2 separate regions of the Ovis aries genome follow, and region 1 is linked to region 2. Evidence: chromatin contacts called from public Hi-C data. All regions are on one chromosome and are shown on one strand. The core of a region is the stretch at or near the end of the contact, and the rest is flanking DNA. Distances in the headings are between cores, read along the strand shown. Region 1 has its middle 110 kb from the start of SEPTIN7. Region 2 overlaps EEPD1 (endonuclease/exonuclease/phosphatase family domain containing 1).

Region 1 (4,589 bases), core at 1,407-3,906, 240 kb before region 2:
AAGGCCAGTGGATGTGCTGTGGGGTGAGACAACAGCACTGCCCAGAGGTGGGAGCCGCCCTGACCTGGACCCCTAGGGGACCTCTGGGGCTATGTAACGCCCCCAGCTCCACTCAGAGTCTTTGTGGGACCCAAAGGAGAAACCTGACTTTAAATGTCTTCCAGTCTTAGAGGGTGGTTTACAGTAAATTAGGTGAGGGGAAATCTGATATTATTTACCTCTTGAGATTAATTCCTTGTGAGTAAAATCCAAAGCTAAAATGGATAACATTTGCTTGGGTCTTGGAATCTCAGCAAGTCAGCACCAGACGGAACTGCTGAAAAGTGTATTTTTCATCTGGTGGTTTTGGTTTTCTTGACATCAAACTGATAGAGGCCTGAGGAACAGCAAACCATACAGACACAGCAACAATACAAGGCAGAGGGAGAAACGTAAGAAATAGAGTAGGGTCTCAAGCCCACTACTATTCCTATTAACTAAAATACGTGTGAACACACAATGGCACCGCATGTGTCATTCATTCAAGGGTCTGTCTCACAGTGATAAGGGAGGTGCATGTAGGGACAGAGGGAATCCACAGGTAAAGAAAACACATGAACATAGGGCTACCTGCACTGGCAGCGATGCCTGGATCGTGAGGCTGGGAGGGTGACTGGGACAGCTCTGCAGGGGCCATCCGACAGGGTGAGAGACAGGCAAAAACGATGGGCTTGAACCCTGGGGGTCCTGCCACAGATGCCATCAACCTACAGACAATGCCATGAGGCTTCAGGGCATTTGCTCGGCACACAGGGAGTTTTCCAGATCTGTGTCTGCCCTTCTGTTCATGTTAAGTGTCCGGCGTTGACTCACTCAGACCCTGACACCTGGGTGAATTCATGGGGGCTCACCCATCAGTTTCTTGGGTTTCCATAAACACTATGTCTAACAGGAACTTCCCATTTAATTTCTTTCAGGATTGACATTAAAAGTGAACTGGTCTACTTAAAGCATAGACTCTTAACATACCCCACTGGGAAAACTCTCCTTCTGTAGACCAAAGCCTATCAGGCTTTTTGTATTTTATAGAAGAACCCAAACTGAGAGCCAGGCAACACCTGTCTGCTGACCCTGAAGTGATGGGAGTTGTCTCTGGATTGTCTTAGTTGGGGAGATGGGATTTGTCTATAGCGCTGGTGACATAGACCAATGCTAATGATACACAGCTTCATCCAGGGAGGTCTGTTAGGAACCGAGTGCCTGTGCCCCCACAGAGGTCCCAGCCTCTTCCTGGAATAAATGATTAAACTTCAAACATGATACAATCAAACAATATAATTTTTTAAAAAATATTTATTTATTCCTTTGCCTGCTCCAGGTCTTAGTTGTGGCACGTGGGATCTAGTTCCTTGGCCAGGGAAGGAACCTGGGCCCCCTGTATTACGCATGTGAAGGATCTTCACCACTGGGCCTCCAGGGAAGTCCCAGACATTGTAATATTTTGCTTGGATACAAATGCTACTTTTGAACCATTCTTATTGACATGGGAAATTATTAATGCCACATCCATTCAAATAATAGGTGACTAAACCACAACAGACTGAGAAGGCAGTGGAACCCTACTCCAGTACTCTTGCCTGGAGAATCCCATGGATGGAGGAGCCTGATAGGCTGCAGTCCATGGCGTCGCTGAGAGTCGGATACGACTGAGCGACTTAGCAGCAGCAGCAGCAAACCACAACAACAACACCTCTGTGGCAAAATGTCATCTGATTAGAGAGGAGCAGAAGCGGGAATAGGCCAGATAGAAATCTACTGGAAATAGCTCTCTTTGGCAGAAAAAAAAAAAAAAATGCTGTTTTCCATCGCATAGCTAATTGACTTGCTTTTCAGACCTCTTGAGCCAGAAGAGATCACCCCAGGGTCATAAACTTCACTGTTGCAGATAGCAGGCACAGAAGAAGAGCTTCAGCCCTGCAAACCACTGAATGATCTGGAGTCCCAGTAGTGTCCTGCTCTGGGGACCACAGGTGTTTCCCCAGCAGGGTGTGCCTGAGGACTGTACCTTCCTGCCTCCTCTTGCTGTGGCCCTAATGCCCAGGTGCAGTCTCAGGACCCTCGCTTGTGGTAAAGAGAATCGGGAAAACTAGACATTTGGATAGATGAAAAAGCCAAAGAAATCCAAGTGGCCCCGGCAACTCATACACTCTTTCATAAATGCTATCCCCAAGAAAAATGCCACATCCTCTAGAGTAGGAAATGGCAACCCACTTCCAGTATTCTTGCCTGGAAAATTCCATGGACAGAGGTGTCTGGTGGGCTACAGTCAATGGAGTTGCCAAGAGTGGGACATGACTAAGCACACATGTGCTGGGCTCAGCTCCTGTCCTGTCCTAAGGAAAGGATTGCAGAAATTAGCGTGTATGTAAAGAAACTATTTCTGGTGATCTTTTCAATGCGGCTCCTCAAGTTGGGTCCATACTCTTGAATCAGTCTTCCTCTCTGCCAAGCCTTAAACAGGTCATGGGGGCCTGGCTGAGCCCAGGGCCACTTAGAATGTACTCAGACTGCAGTCCTGAGGGCAAGTGAAATCAGATGGAAGTCATGCGTTGAGGGCTTCCTAAATGTTCATCCCACTCCTGGGCCACCCATTGCATCCTCTGGGACATTGACTCTAAGTCGCCCTGATCAGATAAACAACCAAACATGTTTGTACAGAGATGTAGGGAAGAGGAGAACCGCTGGGTTCAGCCAACAAATTCATGGCCAAGAAGTGTTTTGTAAGGAAGAAATAGGTCAAATATTTTGTATGATGATCCCGAGTGGCAGGGTAGGGGACAAACTATTGAGACCCCAAAATAATCCCAGTCCCCTGGCTTATTAGCATATCTGCTCTGGAACGCAGGGCTCCTCACAAGTGTGGTTTTAGTTCCAAATACTAGGGGTCAAAAGGCACACCTTTACTATAGGTAAATTTCCGTTCCCCATTCTTAGGACTTGAGTGGGTTTTACTTATTTATATTATTTGTTTATTTTTCAAAGATTTATTTTGAATTGGAGGATAATTGCTTTACGATGTTGTGTTGCTTTCTGCCATACATCAACTGAATCAGCCATAGGTATACATATGTTCCTTCCCTCTTGAACCTCCCTCCCACCTCCCACCCCATCCCACCTCTCTAGGTTGTCGCAGAGCACCAGGTTGAGCTCCTTGTGGTATACAGCAACTTCCCATTAGCTATCTACTTTACGTATGGTGGGTTGGGAAGATACCCTGGAGAAGAGAATGGCTACCACTCCAGTATTCTTGCCTGGAGTATTCCATGGACAGAGGAGCCTAGTGGGCTACAGTCCATGGGTTCACAAAGAGTTGGATTCAACTGAGTGATTAACACACACAGACGTTTACATATGGTAATGTATATGTTTCAGTGCTGCTTTCTCAGTTTGTCCCATCTTCTAGCATAATTGTTCATTTCTCCTTAAATTTAACTTCACATCTCTTCCTTAATGCTGGTCTGTTGGCAGTGCTTTTTCAAAAGACTGTTTGTATTCACATCAAGCACGCATATCTGATACTCCATCCAGAGGGTGACTTTTCCATTGGTGCCTCTCCTGAGGATTGATGATTTCAGAATTGTACTTCAGAGAATAAATGAAAATCTAAATCCTAGATTGAACTGAATTCAGAATAAGGCAGCATGACTAGTCCATCAGCATAATCAATGTTTTCTTCACCTAAGAGAGTTTCAGTCAGTCAGTCAGTTCAGTCGCTCAGTTGTGTCTGACTCTTTGTGACCCCATGAATTGCTGCACGTCAGGCCTCCCTGTCCATCACCAACTCCTGGAGTTCACCCAAACTCACGTCCATCGAGTTGGTGATGCCATCCAGCCATCTCATCCTTTGTCATCCCCTTCTCCTCCTGCCCCCAATCCCTCCCAGCATCAGGGTCTTTTCCAATGAGTCAAATCTTCGCATGACGTGGCCAAAGCATTGGAGTTTCAGCTTCAACATCAGTCCCTCCAATGAACACCCAGGACTGATCTCCTTTAGAATGGACTGGTTGGGTCTTCTTGCAGTCTAAGAGACTCTCAAGAGTCTTCTCCAACACCACACTTCAAAAGCGTCAATTCTACAGCACTCAGCTTTCTTCACAGTCCAACTCTCACATCCATACATGACTACTGGAAAAACCATAGCCTTGACTAGACAGACCTTTTTTGGCAAAGGAATGTCTCTGCTTTTCAATATGCTGTCTAGGTTGGTCATAACTTTCCTTCCAAGGAGTAAGTGTCTTTTAATTTTATGGCTGCAATCACCATCTGCAGTGATTTTGGAGCCCCCCAAAATAAAGTTTGACACTGTTTCCTCTGTTTCCCATCTATTTCCCATGAAGTGATGAGACCAGATGCCATGATCTTCGTTTTCTGAATGTTGAGCTTTAAGTCAACTTTTTCACTTTCCTCTTTCACTTTCATCAAGAAGCTTTTTAGTTCCTCTTCCCTTTCTGCCATAAGGGTGGTGTCATCTGCATATCTGAGGTTATTGCTATTTCTCCCGGCAATCTTGATTCCAGCTTGTGCTTCTTCCAGCCCAGTGTTTCTCATGA
Region 2 (4,662 bases), core at 1,570-4,069:
GTAAAATATATATGACATGAGACTTACCATCTTAACCATTTTTAAGTTACTTGTAACTTAAAGTATATTTAAGTATATTTACATTATTTTATAATAATGGTTTTAAGTATATTTACGTTATTTTATAGCCATTACCACCATCCATCACTAGAGCTTTTTCATCTTCCCAGACTGAAACTCTGTGCCCATTAAACACAAATTCCCTTCCCTCCAAGACCCTGACAGCCACCTTTCTACTTTATTTCTGTGAACTTGACCTCTCTAGGTATCTCATCTAAATGGAACCTTACAATATTTGTCCCTTTGTGGCCAGTTTATTTCACTTACGTTATGTCTTTATGGCTTGTAGTATACATCAGAATTTCCTTTCATTTTTATGGCCAAATACTATTCCATGTGTCTGTCAATGGACACTTGGGTTATTGCCATCTTTTGGCTGTTATGGATAATGCTCTTATGAACATTGAGGTACAGCTTACATTTCAAACCAGGATGTGCTGCGAATAGCGTTCTCCTTAAATTGTGAGTCTTTGGGCTAAAAAAAAAAGTCAGAAAGCTGTTTAAGTCAAGGTACTTCATCCAAGGAGCAACCATGTGGGAGATTGTTCACCCACGGCTAGACTCTAACCCATTATGAAGGATGACTTGACAGCTTTTAAAACTCTGGACATTTCTGTTGTTCTTGATTTCAAACTTTTGCTTTATATGGAAGGAGGAAGGGAATGTGCCAGTCCCTTACTTCTCTGATAACCATAGGCCCTGCTATCTTTTCGGATAATTCTGGTAGGGATCAGGTGTTTGTCAGAAGACCTGGGCAGCGTATTGTTTCAAGCTGCCAGGGACGATTGAGCCACAGTCTGACTCAGCTTTGACGTGCCCAGGTAAGGACAGTGACTCATGTCCCCGTGTCCCCCTGCATTTAACTAACGTCCAGCCTATTGTTAACTGGTGACACAGCAGAGCCGTGGAATCAGGAAGTGCTGCAACCTGCCCAAGCGGCAGCTCGGGTAAATCGATGAGCAGAGGCAGCTTGGCTCAAACAAAGACTGAACTTTATTCCACAGGCTTCTTTCTATCAGAGCAAACAGAGTCGGCTTGATTAGCAAACTCTGGACCTTTCCACCTTTGTCTGGAACGTGCGCCCAGGTTGACTGACGTCAGTGAGGGCTCAGGGTGGGGTGCCCATCCACTGATGGAATTTCAGCAAGAGTCAAACAAGGCAGGGTCATGCTTGGCATCTGAGTAAGACTTACCCCTAGTGGGGCCGGGCTCCTGCTATTGTCGCTGGCATTTTATAAATCTAGGACTCTGAGAAAGTCAGCCCCAAATATTATCCCTTCACTCCTGGAAAATGTGTGCACTCAGTAGTGTCTGATTCTTTGTGGCCCCAGAGACTAGCCTGCCAGGCGGCTCCTCTGGCCGTGGGATTCTCCAGGCACGAATACTGGAGTGGATTGCCATGCCCTCCTCCAGGGGGAATCTTCCTGACCCAGGGGTCGAACCTGCATCTTCTGGGTCTCCTGCATTGGCAAGCATGTTATTTACCACTAGGGAGACCTGGGAAGCCCTAACTCCTAGAAACTCAGTGGGTACCTGTGGAGCCCACCCTGGCGGACAGCTTCCTAGGAGAATTTAGGGCCCTGCACATCTGTGGGTTGTCAGAGGCAGGGAGTGTCTCCATGTCATCACCAAACTGCTTTAACCGAAGTAGATGAATTGTAAGAAACCTGGACAGTCCAATTCAAAATGAGCCATTATTTTCATTCCCGAAGTTACACAGAGCTTGGTTTATTGATGCCTGACACCAGCATCTCTCCTGGGTTCAGAATTTTCTTTTCTTAAAAGAAAAAAAAATATATATATATATATATATATCTTTTCTTAAAAGAAAAAAATATATATATATTTTTTGTCAGTGCCGAGTCTTCACTGTGGCACACGGGCTTTCTCTAGTTGCAGCACAAAGGCTTCTCGTTGCAGTGGCTTTTCTTGTTGTGGAGCACAGGCTGTAGGGTGTGCAGTCTTCATCAGCTGTGGCTTTGGGGCTCTAGAGCATAGCCTTAACAGTTGTGGTACGCGGGCTTAGTTGCCCCGTGGCATGTGGGATCGTCCCAGACCAGGGATTGAACCCATGTCTCTTGCACTGGCCAGTGGATTCTTTACCACTGAGCCACCAGGAAAAACCCCAGAACTGTCTTCTTTTGGCTCAAATATTTCATGTTTGTATCCTAATGAAAACCTCTCATAATATTGAAATCTTTTGTCTCAGTCTTTCCTAAGTTTTCCTTGAAATTTAATAAAGGTACATCTTTCTATTCATTCCTTTTAAAAGCTACGTTGCACCTTAATTGTGCAGTTTTCCTCACGCTTCGTTTACCATTTCTTCCGTGCGTGTTTCTCTTACGTCTGCCAGGCAGCAGGCTCTGTTCCAAGCGTGTGGGGCTTTTCCATCCTAGCTCTTTGTCCTGGATTTGAGGGCTTGGTGGCTTTGGTTAGAGCCTCAGCTTCTTACCTGCAAGAGGTCCCCAGCACACGGTGACGACTCAGTGGAGGGTCATTGACACTGGCCTCGTAGGAGTTGTTATTAGTATTATTCATAAGTTGACTTTCCTGTTGAAAGTTCGCCGTGATTTCTCAAGACCAGCTTAGTTGGGCTCGCCCTGCTTTGGGTGCCAGGGTTGTTAGGCTCTAGCATGAGGGTCAGATGCCTCTCTGTCGGTCATACAGTGGCTGCAGGAAGGGCTTCCTTCCATCCCCTTCCCTCCCCTCAGGCCCCCTGGGAGAGGGTGTCATGTGCAGAACGTGAGTGCCCTCTGCTGGTGGCTTGTGTCATTTCACTTTGGATTTCTTAATCTCACGACTGAGCGACTTCCCTTTCACTTTTCACTTTCATGCATTGGAGAAGGAAATGGCAACCCACTCCAGTGTTCTTGCCTGGAGAATCCCAGGGACATGGGAGCCTGGTGGGCTGCCGTCTATGGGGTCACACAGAGTTGGACACAACTGAAGTGACTTAGCAGCAGCAGCAGCCCTTGTTATTGATGTGTATTCAAGTCCACGAAGATTTGTTGAGTGTCTCAGATGCATTTGGCCCTTGGTTATGAACTGCTTTCTTTAAAGCTTTCCTTGCAATGTTTCTCCCTGTGATAACGTGGCTCTCCTGAGGGGAGCTTCGAGACAGGAAGTGATGGTCAGGCAGTGGACGGGAATCCCAGGGAGCCAAGTTGGGTCTCACTGTCCTTTTCTGAATGTCTCCTCACTTGGGAAAATACTTCATAACTATCCCACTTACTCTTGTAAATCAAACTAGAGTTTGAGAGAGCTGTTGAAAATACTTTAAAGTATTTTGCCCTATATTAGTGTGCTGGGGTTCCATAACAAAACACCACAGACTGGATGGCTTAAACAACAGGCATTTATTTTCTTACAGTCCTGAAGGCTAGGAAGTCCATGATCAAGGTGTTGGCAGGGTCGGTTCCTTCTGAGGCCTCTCCTCGGCTTACAGATGACTGTCTTCTTCCTGTGTCTCCACTCGGGCTTCCTTCTGTGCTCAATAAATGTTTGTTGAGCTTTTGTTAACGATCTGGGCAAGACCCTTAGGGCCTTTCTGTGCTACGAGATTCGGAACCCATGATCCAGAACAGAGGTGATGTTGACATCACACCAACCTAATGTGTCACTAACCTACTCTGGGAGCTTGGGTGTGGGGTCGGGGGGCGGTGAGGGGGTGTTGCACAAGGAACTTGGAAGAATTGGGAGAATAAGAACCATGCCACAGTCCTAATCCTGGAGAGTCAGATCAGACACTCACGATCCTACTTAAATGAGTGGTGGTCAGTGCTGGGTTAACTTCCCACCACCTCTTACATTTCTGAATTTCTCTCTTCCACTTCTAGGAGAAAAAGACGTGATAGTTTTAGGGGATTTTGGCCAGGGGCCAGACAGCAGTGACTATGATATCTTGAGGAAAGAAAAATTCCACCACCTGATCCCCGCACACACCTTTACCAACATCAGCACCAAGAATCCTCAAGGCTCGAAGACTCTGGACAACATCTGGATCAGTAAAAGCTTAAAGAAGGTTTTCACAGGTAAAGCACACGTGCTGTTCAGAAACAGGGAGAGTCACCTGTCTGAGCTGGCAGTTCACGATTGTCTGGTTTGAGCGAGAGTCAGGAGTGACCTTCCCTCCTCTGCAGGCATTTATGAGGTTACTGTTGAGGCGGCTGTATAATTATCTTTCACACAGAGCCACTTTTAAGAGTGAAGGGGTTCTGAAAACTAAGTAAAAGGCATTCACTGACCTACATCAGGGACAAAGCAGATGCGTGCCGGGCAGACCTGGCTATCGACTGGTAGCGCTGGGTCGCTGCTGCGAACTTGCTCTGCTGCGCTGAGTAGGGGCCACCCTCTAGTTGTGGCGCGTGGGCTTCTCCCTGCAGTGCTTCCTCTTGTAGGGCACGGGTTCCAGGGCACGTGGGCTTCAGGAGTGTGGCTCACGGGCTCTAGAGCGTGGGCTCAGCAGTTGTAGTACACGGGCTCAGTTGCCCTACGACTTGTGGAATCTCTCTAGACCAGAATTCAAACCCATGTCCCTTACATTGGCAGGTGGATTCTTATCCACTGGCCAGCAGGAAAGCCCCAGCTTAGCCTAATTTTAAG

What was found. Hi-C and Micro-C count contacts between places; a contact is called where the count stands out from the background.
Region 1: a Hi-C map of tail adipose tissue shows a contact between it and region 2, with 10 times the contacts expected there. The contact joins two enhancer-like sites. A contact is called at or near these places in 13 of 16 Hi-C or Micro-C datasets (blood, hypothalamus, liver and 6 more).

Annotation. Positions count from the first base shown.
Region 1 is chr4:62,793,473-62,798,061 of ARS-UI_Ramb_v3.0, reverse strand. No RefSeq gene overlaps it. Among named protein-coding and RNA genes, the nearest start is that of SEPTIN7, 110 kb to the left of the region's middle. Within about 2 kb of position 2,656, at least 2 of the 54 cell types and tissues checked have an H3K27ac peak or open chromatin away from gene starts, as enhancers often do. A contact at or near this core is called in tail adipose tissue, where this site is marked.
Region 2 is chr4:62,554,333-62,558,994 of ARS-UI_Ramb_v3.0, reverse strand. EEPD1 (endonuclease/exonuclease/phosphatase family domain containing 1) reads left to right here. Exons shown (of 8, transcript XM_060415022.1): 7 at 3,897-4,091. Among named protein-coding and RNA genes, the nearest start is that of EEPD1, 120 kb to the left of the region's middle. Within about 2 kb of position 2,819, at least 10 of the 54 cell types and tissues checked have an H3K27ac peak or open chromatin away from gene starts, as enhancers often do. A contact at or near this core is called in tail adipose tissue, where this site is marked.